Linked DNA regions of Macaca mulatta: region 2 is linked to region 1. The links are chromatin contacts, called in public Hi-C maps. All regions are on one chromosome and are shown on one strand. The core of a region is the stretch at or near the end of the contact, and the rest is flanking DNA. Distances in the headings are between cores, read along the strand shown.

The links. Hi-C and Micro-C count contacts between places; a contact is called where the count stands out from the background.
Region 2: a Hi-C map of sperm shows a contact between it and region 1, with 2.6 times the contacts expected there. The contact joins two enhancer-like sites. A contact is called at or near these places in 2 of 14 Hi-C or Micro-C datasets (fetal cortex germinal zone and sperm).

Annotation. Positions count from the first base shown.
Region 1 is chr17:72,287,488-72,293,638 of T2T-MMU8v2.0, forward strand. No RefSeq gene overlaps it. Among named protein-coding and RNA genes, the nearest start is that of SCEL, 48 kb to the right of the region's middle. Within about 2 kb of position 3,289, at least 2 of the 40 cell types and tissues checked have an H3K27ac peak or open chromatin away from gene starts, as enhancers often do.
Region 2 is chr17:72,372,483-72,378,633 of T2T-MMU8v2.0, forward strand. It overlaps SCEL (sciellin), which reads left to right. Exons shown (of 32, transcript XM_077974506.1): 9 at 1,013-1,078. Among named protein-coding and RNA genes, the nearest start is that of SCEL, 37 kb to the left of the region's middle. Within about 2 kb of position 3,214, at least 3 of the 40 cell types and tissues checked have an H3K27ac peak or open chromatin away from gene starts, as enhancers often do.

The DNA.
Region 1 (6,151 bases), core at 2,039-4,538:
TACTTACTATAGTCACCCTGTTGTGCTATCAAATACTAGGTCTTATTTTTTTTTTACTACTTTTTTATACCTTTTAGCCATTCCTATCCCCCGCTTCCCTACTTACCCTTCCCAGGCTTTGGTTACCATCCTTCTATTCTCTATCTCCCTAAGTTCAATTGTTTTGATTTTTAGATCCCACAAAGAAGTGAGAAGATGAAATGTTTGTCTTTCTGTGTCTGGCTTCTTTCGCTTAACATAATGATCTCCAGTTCCATCCATGTTGTTGCAAATGGCAGCATCTCATTTTTTAATAGCTGAACAGTACTTCATTGTATGGAAGTACCACATTTTCTTTATCCATTCATCTGTTGATGGACACTTAAATCTTAGCTATTATAAACAGTGCTGCAACAAATATGGCAGTGCAGATATCTCTTTGATATGCTAATTTCCTTTCTTTTGGGTATATCCCCAGCAGTGGGATTGCTGGATCATATTTTAGTTCTAGTTTTAGGTTTTTAGGAGCCTCCAAATTGTTTCCTAGAGTGGTTGTACTAATTTACATTCCCACAAACAGTGTATGAGGATGCCCTTTTCTCTTCATCCTCACCAGCATTTGTTATCGCCTGTCTCTTGGATAAAAGTCATTTTAACTGGGGCGAGATGGTATCTTACTGTAGTTTTGATTTGCAACTGCTGGAGGATGGTGGAGGGGTGGTGTTGGTAATTCGAGGCTGTTTATCCTACCTCTTCAGTGCCTCTTTCAGTGATATGATGTTAAAACTATAAGTGCTCATCTGAGGTTTGGTTCTTGTGAAGGTACTTTTTTGGTGTATAGATAGTTGATAAGTTGGTGTCCTTGCTTGGGAAGGTGGGACAGCCGGTGCAGGCTTCTATTCTGCCATCTTGCTCTGCTCCTCCTGGTTGAGATTTTAATAAAAAGAGGGAAGTGGGTCTGGGGGATGCCAGGCCAAAGCCACTGAGTTACTGCTTTGATGTCCTGAGGGAGCCCCACATAGTAAGATAAAGCACCAGGTTTGGGGAAGGCTGAGCCATGATGGGGACCAGTAGGGCTGGAGGAGCAAGTAGTGACAGAGGTGGAGCTGTCAGACACACGATGGGTGGCAGAGTCTAAGGAGGGGCAGAGGAGGGAGGGAGGATGCTCTGAGGCATCCACCATGTGTGATGGGGAAGAGAGGTTGTGTGCCTGGAGCAGAACAAAGAAGAGCTGAGGCCATATAGGCAATGGCAGTAGACGAGATGGCTGGAGCAGGGGAGGGGAGCATTCAATTATTGATTTATTTGAAGTGATGTGAAACATTGGCATGCATAATAAATGCTCAGGGGAGGGTGAATGAACTATTTAATTATAAAAAAGGGGAATATATGGGAGAATCAGAATAGTGGTTCCTGGCTGTCAGGTAGAGAAGTGACAGTCATCCTCCCAGCTCCAAGTAAGCCAGGGGTACAGAGGCGAAGAGGACCCCACAAGTAGGGTCCAATCCGGATTGTGATGTCTTTCTGTTACTGAGTATTATGTTATACAACTCTGTACCAAAAATGCATGTGGCTCACACAGTATGATCATTTACTTGTAATGTTAACATGTAATTTTCTCTGCTTTTGACCTGTTGGGTAAGTTTTGTCAACATTAATTTCATCAGTCTCTGTGTCTTCTTTTATGGTTTATGACTATGGTTTGTGTTGATTGGTGGCCAAACAGTGTTTGAAAATATAATAAAGCATTATGGAAATGCTGAGTAACTAGATTATTTTTGCTTATATGACTCAGGATTGGCAACTTTACAATTTATGTTTTATCTCCTGTGGCTGATTACCTTGATTGATCAAGGCAAATGGATATGGAGCCCACTTTAGGTGGGGGTGGAGCATGGAGCCAGTGGACACTGGCAAAGTGGAGATGACAACCTTTCAGAGCTGGAAAGGATTCATTTTGCAATGTAGGAAGTGAACTTGGAGATGTCAAGTGACTTGCCAAGGTCATACTGTGGGAGGAGAACTAGTAGGCCATTTTTCGTTTTTTCTGTTGAGGATAGAATCTTTAATATTTGTTAGTGACAGTAGAAAAAAAACACTATTTTCAATCACTGATTAAGTGTAAAATAAATTTAAAAATATTTAAATCAGGTTTCATTTACCTGTGTTTCATGTATAATCTCCATTCTCATAGGTCTAGGGGTCTATTTTGAGAATCAGTGGAGAATTTGAGGAAGACAGGGAAATGATCAGATTTATACTTTAGGAAGTTAATCATCTAGTGGATGTATTCCTCATTCTTGTGAGTGGTAAAGAGAAAATTATATATACTTTAAAATATTTCTTACTGCATTACTATAACTCAGAGCTAGTCTTAGTGGCATGATTTTTTTATGTGTACAAGAGATACATTACTCTTGTTACTATTTTATTATTTCCAGATACTGCCATTTGTTTTTCCTTGGGTTGACTTAGTTCAGATAGTTGAAACTTTACTGAGTTGTTTATAATAGTGATGTACAGTTGGGGTTATTCACACTTGGTGGTCTTTTAGAGCCCAACGTGATGCAGAGTAAGACATCTGTCATTTTGTAGTTGTCTCAGTTCTTTTAGGTTGCTATACAAACTGCATTAGACTGAGTGGCTCATAAATAACAGAAATCTATTTCCCATAGTTCTGGAGGCTGGGAAGTCCAAGGTCAAAGTGCTGGCAGATTTAGTGTCTAGTGAGAGTCTGCTTCCTGGTTCGTAGATGGCTATCTTCGTGCTGTATTCACATGGTTAAAAGGGTAAAGGGTCTCTCCGGGTCCCTTTAATAAGGGCACTATTAAATTAAAATGGAAACCCAGGCCTGCAGAATCCCTGAGTGGACAAAGCCAGTTAGGCTTCATAACTGACCTTAACCCGGTTTGATTTGCAAACATAAGCAAAAGTTAACTTGAGCTATTTCTTATAAATGCCTATATTAAAGAGAAATGAAACTTAAGGCTAACCAATCAGAAACTGCCAACTAAATTATAGTTATATAACTGTATAACTAGGGACTTTCCAACAAGATAGACAAAATAGTAAGGCAACTGCATAACTATAACCAAATTGTTTCACATCTGTATTCACTCTCTAAAAGCCTGTCTTTAATGCTTCTTCAAAGGAGCCCCCATACCACTTGTGGTTTGGAGTTCCTGATTCACAAATCACTGTTTACTCAAATAAACTCTTTAAAATTTTATTGTGCCTCTGCAGAATACCTAGTGTTCAGCACAATACCTCAGTACCTTTTAATGGCACTAATACCATTTATGAAGACTCTCTCTCATGACCTAATCACCCCCTAAAGGCCCCATGTCCAAATATCATCACACTGGAGATTAGGTTTCAACATATGAAGTTTGGAGACACACAAACATCAGTCCATAACAGGAGTCATCAGTGGAGGCCCCCTAGAAATACACTTCAGACTTGCAGTAGAACATACCCTATATCCATATACTCTTTGATTCACTGCTATAGAATGAAGCGTTGCTGTCGCTCATTAAAATGTTTTTTTTTTTTAATTTTTGTGGGTACATATGAGGTATATATATTTATGGGGTACATGGGATATTTTTATACAGAGACATAAAATGCATAATAATCACATCAGGGTAAATGGGGTATCCATCACCTCAAGAATTTATCATTTCTTTGTGTTACAGGCAATCCATTACACTTTTAGTTATTTTTAAATGTACAATAAATTATCGTTGACTGTAGTCAACAATACCCCACAGAACCCCACAGAATGGGGTTCTTGTAAACTATTGACAAGAGATTAATGGATAGTTTACAAATATTTTCTCCCATTCTGTGGGTTGTCTCTTCACTTTGTTGATTGTTTTCTTTGCAGTGCAGAGGTTTTTAAACTTGATGTGATTTCATTTGTCCATTTTTGCTTTGGTTGCTTGTGCTTGTGGGATGTTACTCAAGAAATCTTTGCTCAGCTCAATGTCCTGGAGAGTTTCCCAAATGTTTTCTTTTAGTAGTTTCATAGTTTGAAGTCTTAGATTTAAGTCTTTAATCCATTTTGATTTTATTTTTGTATATGGCGAGACATATGGGTATAGTCTCATTCTTCTGCCTATGGATATCCAGTTTTCCAAGTACCATTTATTGAAGAGACTATCCTTTCCCCAGTGTATACATTCTTGGCATCTCTGTCAAAAACTAGTTCACTGTAGATGTATGGATTTATTTCTGGATTCTCTATTCTGTTTCATTAGTCTATGTGTCTATTTTTATGCCAGTATCACGATGTATTGGTTACTATAACTCTGTAGTATAATTTGTGAAGTCAAGTAATGTGATTCCTTTCATTTTGTTCTTTTTGCTCAGGATAGCTTTGGTTATTCTGGGTCTTTTGTGGTTCTATATAAATGGTTAGGATTATTATTTTCTGTTTCTGTGAAGAATGTCATTGATATTTTGATGGAGATGACATTCAATCTGTCGATTGCTTTGGGTGGTATAAACATTTTAACAATATTAATTCTTCCAATCCATGAATATGGAATAGCTTCCCATTTTTTTTGTGTCCTCTTCAGTTTTTTGCATCAATGTTTCCTATCACTCATTTTATTTTATAATCTGGGATATTAGTTCATTTATTAAGTGCACGTGTATGTATCTGTGTGTGTACTGTTCTGCGGAAATACAAAGTATAAAACATACAAACTAGTATAAAACATGATCCCCTAGTTAGAGAGAATAAGCATAAATATATGAAAAGTTGAATATTTTACCAAGATGAGGCCTCACAAAATATTATATATCTTAATTATCTTTTCAAGTAATAGCTTTCAATTTTTGAATTATCTTGTCCACATGACTTACTTTTTAATTTCTGCAAGAGAGGGTTCATATCCTTTTTACTCACGAGAAAAAACAAAGCTCAGAGAGATGAACTTGCCCAGCGTCAAATAGAAAGTGAAGAAAGTGCACAAATTGAAACTGGGGCTGTCTATATTCACAGACCTTATCATTTCTCATAAAGCCAGTATGATGGAGATTTACCAATTTATTTTTTGCCATCCAGGTATCAGAACCCACTCTCTATGTTTGGGAAATGCTCTCCCTCTGATGCCGTCCAGCTACTCACCTTTCCAGGGTTCTTGCTGTTAAGGCATGGGGCTGGGCTGTGCCAATCAGGTCCATCTTCTCTCGAGACTATGAGAAACTGGGACACAAAGAAACACACACCACCCAGAATATATTTGGACAACATTTGGGGGTGGAGGTGGCAACCACATTTGGTTCCCAAAGGCAGCAGTGGCAGCAGAGTTCCTACAGCAGCACCCAGGGTCTGGTCATTGGCTGCTGGAAGGTACTATGCTGTCTGGGTCCAGCAGGAGCTCCAATGTCTTTACCTGATAACTCTTGTGGTTTGACTGTGGGAATTGTTTCCAGCTGTAAAATTCATAAGTTTGCTTCTCCAGCCCTCCCAGAGAATATGTGGACTATCCAGCGTCTTTTAAATAGTTTCTGTTTCTGCTTTAATTAACCAGGGTCAGTTTCTATTATTTGCATCTAAAAGCCCTGACTGTGACTGAAAATTGTGCCAGAAGTTGTAGGCAATAGATATTCAGGAAAACAAGAGGGAAACTGTACTTTATTCTCTGTCTTGGTAGGGTTTAAGGGGAATTGGAAATCAGGTTGATATTAAGAAACTGAACCTGAACATCCATCGAAATTTGTGAAGAAAAAACAAAACAAAACAGTTAATCAAATGATCACATGTGTCCACTCGTGATAGCCACCTTGAATGCTAGGTTTGGGAGGCAAAATGTATGCTGCAAGAGAGTGGTTGAAGGGTGTGGAGGAATTCAAGGATTGTAGAGTTAAGCAATGGACACTTTAATGACAGAAAATGACAAAGTGAAAGTCTTCAACTCTCAAGCCACCCACTGAAAACTAGTCACTTTCTAACATAGTGCTGAATTGGAACGCACACTCAAAGATTTATCCTCCAAGTTGCTTCTTTACATCAATTTATAACCTTTCCTAGCCTCTTATGTCAAAGTTTGGGCTTTGACATAGGTTATTAAGTAGGTGGCAACACAGGGTGGAGGCATGTGAGAAAAGTTGGGTTGCTCAGTGTGTAAATCTTCCTATGCCAGTGCACCGTCCTCCCCTGCAA
Region 2 (6,151 bases), core at 1,964-4,463, 85 kb after region 1:
TCTTTCTTTCTTTCTTTCTTTCTTTTTTGGAAATGGAGTGTGCAATGGCACGATCTCGGCTCACTGCAGCCGCTGCCTCCCGGGTTTAAGCAATTCTCTGCCTCAACCTCCCGAGTAGCTGGGAGTATAGACACATGCCACCACGCCCAGCTAATTTTTGTATTTTTAGTAGAGATGGGGTTTCACCATTTTTGCCAGGCTGGTCTTGAGCTCCTGACCTGGTGATCCACCTGCCTTGGCCTCCCAAAGTGCTGGGATTACAGGCGTGAGCCCCTGCACCTGGCCCACAGTTTTAAAAAAATTATATTTTGAGGCTGGGTGTGGTGGCTCACGCCTGTAATCCCAGCACTTTGGGAGGCCCAGGTGGGTGGATGACCTGAGGGCGGGAGTTTGAGACCAGTCTGACCAACATGGAGAAACCCCATCTCTATTAAAAAATACAAAATTAGCCAGGCATGGTGGTGGGCACCTGTAATCCCAGCTACTTGGGAGGCTGAGGCAGGAGAACTGCTTGAACCCGGGAGGCGGAGGTTGTGGTGAGCTGAGATCGCGCCACTGCACTGCAGCCTGGGCGACAAGAGCGAAACTCCGTCTCAAAAATAAAAATAAAAATAAAACTATATATATTTTGAGTAGAGTATAAGATTGTTATTTCTGTTGTGAATAGTTCAGACATGCAAAAAATAGGGAGAATAACATGATAAACATACATGAATTTACTATCTAGATTTAGCAATTGTCATTATTTTCCAGGTTTGCTTTAGATTTATTTTTAAAAGAAACGTCCACATTACTTAGTGCCAAAGGAAATGAGAAAAGAAGTTTACTTGGAGGAACAGATAGCCTAGAATATAGGACAATTACTTCCTACTTCATTTATGAAATAGTGTTCATTTTACTTCCAAGGCTTGGTATAATCTCACTGTCTTTTTAACTGTCAAATTATTTTCAGACATGTGGGTGGGATCAGCCTTTCAAGCATTGTGTTTATTACCGTGTCATTTCTTAACAGGCAGTCCTGGTTTCCACCGCCCCCTCCAGGTTACAATGCCTCTTCAAGCACAGGAGCCAGGAGACGGTAAGGGAACGGTGTCGGGCGTAATTGCTGTGCCATTAGATGGAAGAACATGTCAGACATCTACAACATATAATTGTGGATGCTTTGGGATAAATTGGAGGCAATCTCGTGAACTCTCAGCTCTGTACTGTAGGGTGTCCAGTGGGAGTAAGGTCAGGGCTACAAGTACCCTGGTAGGACATCTGACAAACTGCTAGGAGTAAGTAGGTGGCTGCATTAGATTGCTAGGGTTACTTACAGCCAAAAGAAATGAGTGCCACAAACTGGGTGCTGCAAACTGCCACAAAGTGCCACTGGGTGGCTTAAACAACAGGAATTTATTGCCTCATAGTTTTAGAGGCCAGAAGTCCATAATCAAGGGTTCATCAGGGTTGGTTCCTTCTGAGGACTGTGAGGGCTCCCCTAACTTCTGGCGGTTTCCTGATAGTCATTGACATTGCCCAGTTGGTACAAGCATTGTTCTGATTGCTGCCTTCATCTTCACATGACCTTCTCCCTGTGTGCACGTCTGAGTCCAAATTTCCCTTTGTTATGAAGCAACTAATCATGTCTATCCTACTACAGTATGACCTCATCCTAACTGAACTAATTACATCTGCAATGACCCTATTTCTAAGCAAGGTCACATTCTGAGGAATTGTGGATTAGGACTTCAACATGTGAATTTTGGGGGCAGAGGGGACACAACTTAATCCTTAACAGTGACAGCAGGAGAGAACAGAGTCAGGCATCAGACAGGGGTTCCGATGTGGGCTCCTGGTGCCCAGCTGTCTCCAGGCTGTGCAGAACCTGGAGAACTGGATGAGGTTATGTGTGGCAAGTTGTTCATAAATGTTAAGTGACAAATGAATATTTTCTAATTTTTTTTGTTGTTGTTGAGAGTAATAGTTATAACTAAATGATAGATCAGGTGGAGGACACCTTATTCTACAATTTTCATGCTAGAAATGCCAGCACCAATTCAATGTAATAAATATTTAATAAACACTGCTGTGTGCCAGATATTATTCTAGGATCTTGGGATATATCAGTGAACAAAACATGGAACCTACACTCTGGTCTTTAAAGAAGCATGCTCTATAATCAATATCATCACTAACTCAGAAACAAAAACAGGTCTTCTATTTAGTTTACTTTTCAGGTATCCAAAGATGTTTTTATGTCTCAACTTCTAGAATATTTTAATGTTTCAATGGGATCAGTTTTTCTAATTCTGACTATTGGAAAAGAAAATTTTATTAAACTATGTGCTCATTTAATATTAGATTGGTTTATTTTATAAAATTTTCATCTACCCTGCAGACTTCTAATGTCTCTTTCATTTCCAAGTTATGGATATATTTAGAAATACATGTATTTTGAAATAATTTGAGTGAGATCTATAAGGATGTAAATAAACTCTAGTTGGTCAATAGAAAGAGCTCGAGTTACTTTTTTTATACCTATCATTACATCTATCTATGTATCTATGTATCTATGTATCTATGTATCTATGTATCTATCTACCTATCTATCTATCTATCTATCTATCTATCTATCTATCTATCTATCTATCTATCCTATCTCTGTTTGTCTATCTGTCTACCTATCTATAACTAAATCAAATTATATTTCTATAACATGTTGAGCAGTCACAACTTGGAGTCACATTCACCAACTGTTACAATGTTTTATTTTAGAACCTGCTCATCTACAGATGACTTCCAATTACATGAACTTCCATGTATGAATTACATTTGGAGTTTAAAACATTCTTTCCCCTCAGGCTGTTATTAGATACTTCCCTATGGGTGATACCTTTGATGTAAGGAGTTATCTAAGTGGGGAAAATGTTAACTAGGAGTTCTCCTAGTTATTATTTTTTCTGAGTATTGTTAAGATTCATCCATTTTTGTCTTGATAGAGAATAACTGGTACTTTTCTTAGATCTATTTATTACTTATTTTTAAAATAACTTCATATTTTGTCCTCAACTCATCATTCCAATTATTCATTATTCCAATATCATTATAAAAAGCAACTGGTTATATAACAGGGTAAAAACGTGGAAGGATTATTCATGAATTAACATCTCATGCTATCAATGCCTGTTGAGGTTGTGGATCTGTTTTCACAGAGCTGATGGGGCTTGGCTCTCTGCCCTCCCTCACGATTATGCATTGCTGGATGTGATTTACATGGGAGATGAAATGAGTTACAATGTTCCTATTTCTGATTCTTGGCTCAGATCCATAGCTCTGGAACTAAGGGAAAGAGGAGATTATTAGGCTAGGTTGATCAATTTGTATATCCATTCCTTTTTTAGAGTCACAGATTATTAATATAATGGCTAAACGAAAAGACTTCTCTTTGAGCATCAAAAATATGTCATGCCAAGCCTTCAGGGGAAGGAGAGAATAATAACAATATAGCAATGCCTTTGATTTCTGAAGTGCTTTTCTTTGGAAGAGCTGAAAGTACAGCTTCTGTTTCTCACCTTTAATGCCAGTGCATTCCCAGGGCTGAGAAACAGCCTTTTTAGTAAATGCTGAAAAATAGAAGCGATTATTAAATGATGAAAGGGAGTAAAGGCTTCACAAAGATATCTTTGTTCCCAGAGGAGCCCAAAGAAAATGAAAATAGGTCAAAAACAGATAAAAATGGGGGGCTATGATTGATAACACTAGCTAATAGCTCAATGTCAAACATTTCCCTTTATCTTTCACTAATACACTGGTGTTCATCTCTCCCCCTTTTCTCTCCCCTCCCATCTTCTCCAGAAGAATTTTCACTTAAGACTGACACCCTTACTTTTTCTGTTCTTAGTTTTGCAAGCTTTTTTTCACCACCTAATCTTTCCCTGAAATTTCATTTTCTCCCATACATCTTTTTCTGTGCAGCACAATTGAAAAGACCATCAAACTCCCCTGTCATCCAGGAATGAGTCCTTTTCCTGGAATTTCCTCCCTTGACCTCTCTGTAGCCCTTAACACCATGGGTTATCCCATCTCTCATTTGTTCCTTTCTTAATTTATACTATGGAAGAAATCAAGTTCAGATTAAAAACTTGTGTTATATTGTGTTTTGATTAAAATCTATTACAAGCACAATGTAAACCACACCCAAAAGGCCTTAAATTTTTTTTATCAACAGAAGAGCTCATAATATCATACCTTTGTTTAAATGTATATCTATGCCTATAACTATGTTAGTCTATCTTTATAATTAATATATCTATTCCTATATCTACATCTATACCTATACTTACAGAGAGTTTTTTAAAATTATCATATTTTATAGCTAAAGAAAAAATGAAATTTTCTGAGAAGTGTCATTTTATGTATGGTATACATTAGTTATGCAATGAGAGAGTTCAGACCTGGGTGATCAAACAAAATTTTGGAGTTAAGACTTGAATATCTTTGAAAGCCTCTTGTCCTATTTTTGTAAATGTTCAAGAGAGTAGCTGTAATTCATGACAGCAAGACATGGCATGTAAAATTTTTAACTTAAATAAAACCTTTGGCCCTTCTAGTTGATTTCCAAGTTTGCTTCTTGGTCATTGTGATTTCAACCATTGGGATATTGATGTTTTCTGTCTTCTTTCTTCTCTTGCTAAGAATGGAAATAACCAATACAGTGTTTTGAATTATCAAGATATGCCAAGCAGATTATCCTTTGAAGTCTTCTTATCAGAGCATGTTTTATTTTCATTTTAATCAAGACTGAATCAGAATTTTAGCTTTATAACTGTTGTTCCTTGTTACATTCCTCTGTCTCACTCCTATCTCTCTGATCAAAGTCCTGTTTCACTGGTTTCCCCATTTTCCATGTTCAAACCTCTTCCATCTTAAAAAATATAGCTCCTAAAAATTTGATAGCCTAATATTACAAACCTACTCTGCTGACACCCTTCCTCTCTTTCCATCTTAGCCAACGTTCTCAGAAGAGTTGATGCTGCTTTTCATCTCCATTTTCTGGTTCCTATCACCATTAGTTCATGGAAACAGCTTTCCCTAAGTCACTGATGACATTGTTCATATCAGTCTGTATGACCACGTCACCCTTCAAAGGGCACCACTGACTCTTTATGCCCTTATCAAATCTCTCTTGTTGTGTTTCGAGAACCAGCACACTCCCCCAACACACTCTTCTGGATTTTCTTTCTTTTTCGATTCCTCAGCCCTTCTTCCTTAGTCTCCTCAGCTTCCTCATCATTTTCTACCAAGCCATTAAATGTTGATGCTCCTAAAGGCTCCAAGTCCCTCTTCTCTTCTCCTCCTGTTCTGTGCTCTGCCTTTCAACAGCAGCATCCAGATCCAGGGTTTCAGTGGCCATTTGTGTGCTCTCCACTTCTTTGTTTATATCTGCTCCAGATCTCTTCTCTGAGTTGCCTTTGGGTAGCCCACTGCCCACTGTCTCAAAGACATGAGAAACTCAATGTGTTCAAAATGAAATCCATCCTTCTTCATCCTAACCCGGTCTCCTATCTCATTCTCCTGTAATGATAGTTTAATGGGAATAACGCTGACTCTCTAAATTACTTTGGGCACTATGGCCATTTTCACAATATTGAGACTTCCTATTCATGAACATGAAATGTTTTTCCATTTTTTTGTGTCCTGTCTGATTTCTTTGAGCAGTGGTTTGTAGTTCTCCTTGAAGAGGTCCTTCACTTCCCGTGTTAGTTGTATTCCTAAGTATTTTATTCTCTTTGTAGCAATTGTGAATGGGAGTTCATTCATGATTGACTCTCTGCTTGCCTGTTGTTGGTGTATAGGAATGCTAGCGATTTTTGCACATTGATTTTGTATCCTGAGACTTTGTTGAAGTTGCTTATCAGCCTAAGAAGATTTTGGGCTGAGATGATGGGGTTTTCTAGATATAGGATCATGTCATCTGCAAACAAAAACAATTTGACTTCCTCTCTTTCTATTCGAACATGCTTTATTTGTTTCTCTTACCTGATTGCCCTGGTCAGAACTTCCAATACTCTCTTGAATAGAACTGGTGAGAAGGAGCATGGCCATGTGTATTAGTCTGTTCCAACACTGCTATGAAGAAATACCTGGCACTGGGTAATTCATAAAGGAA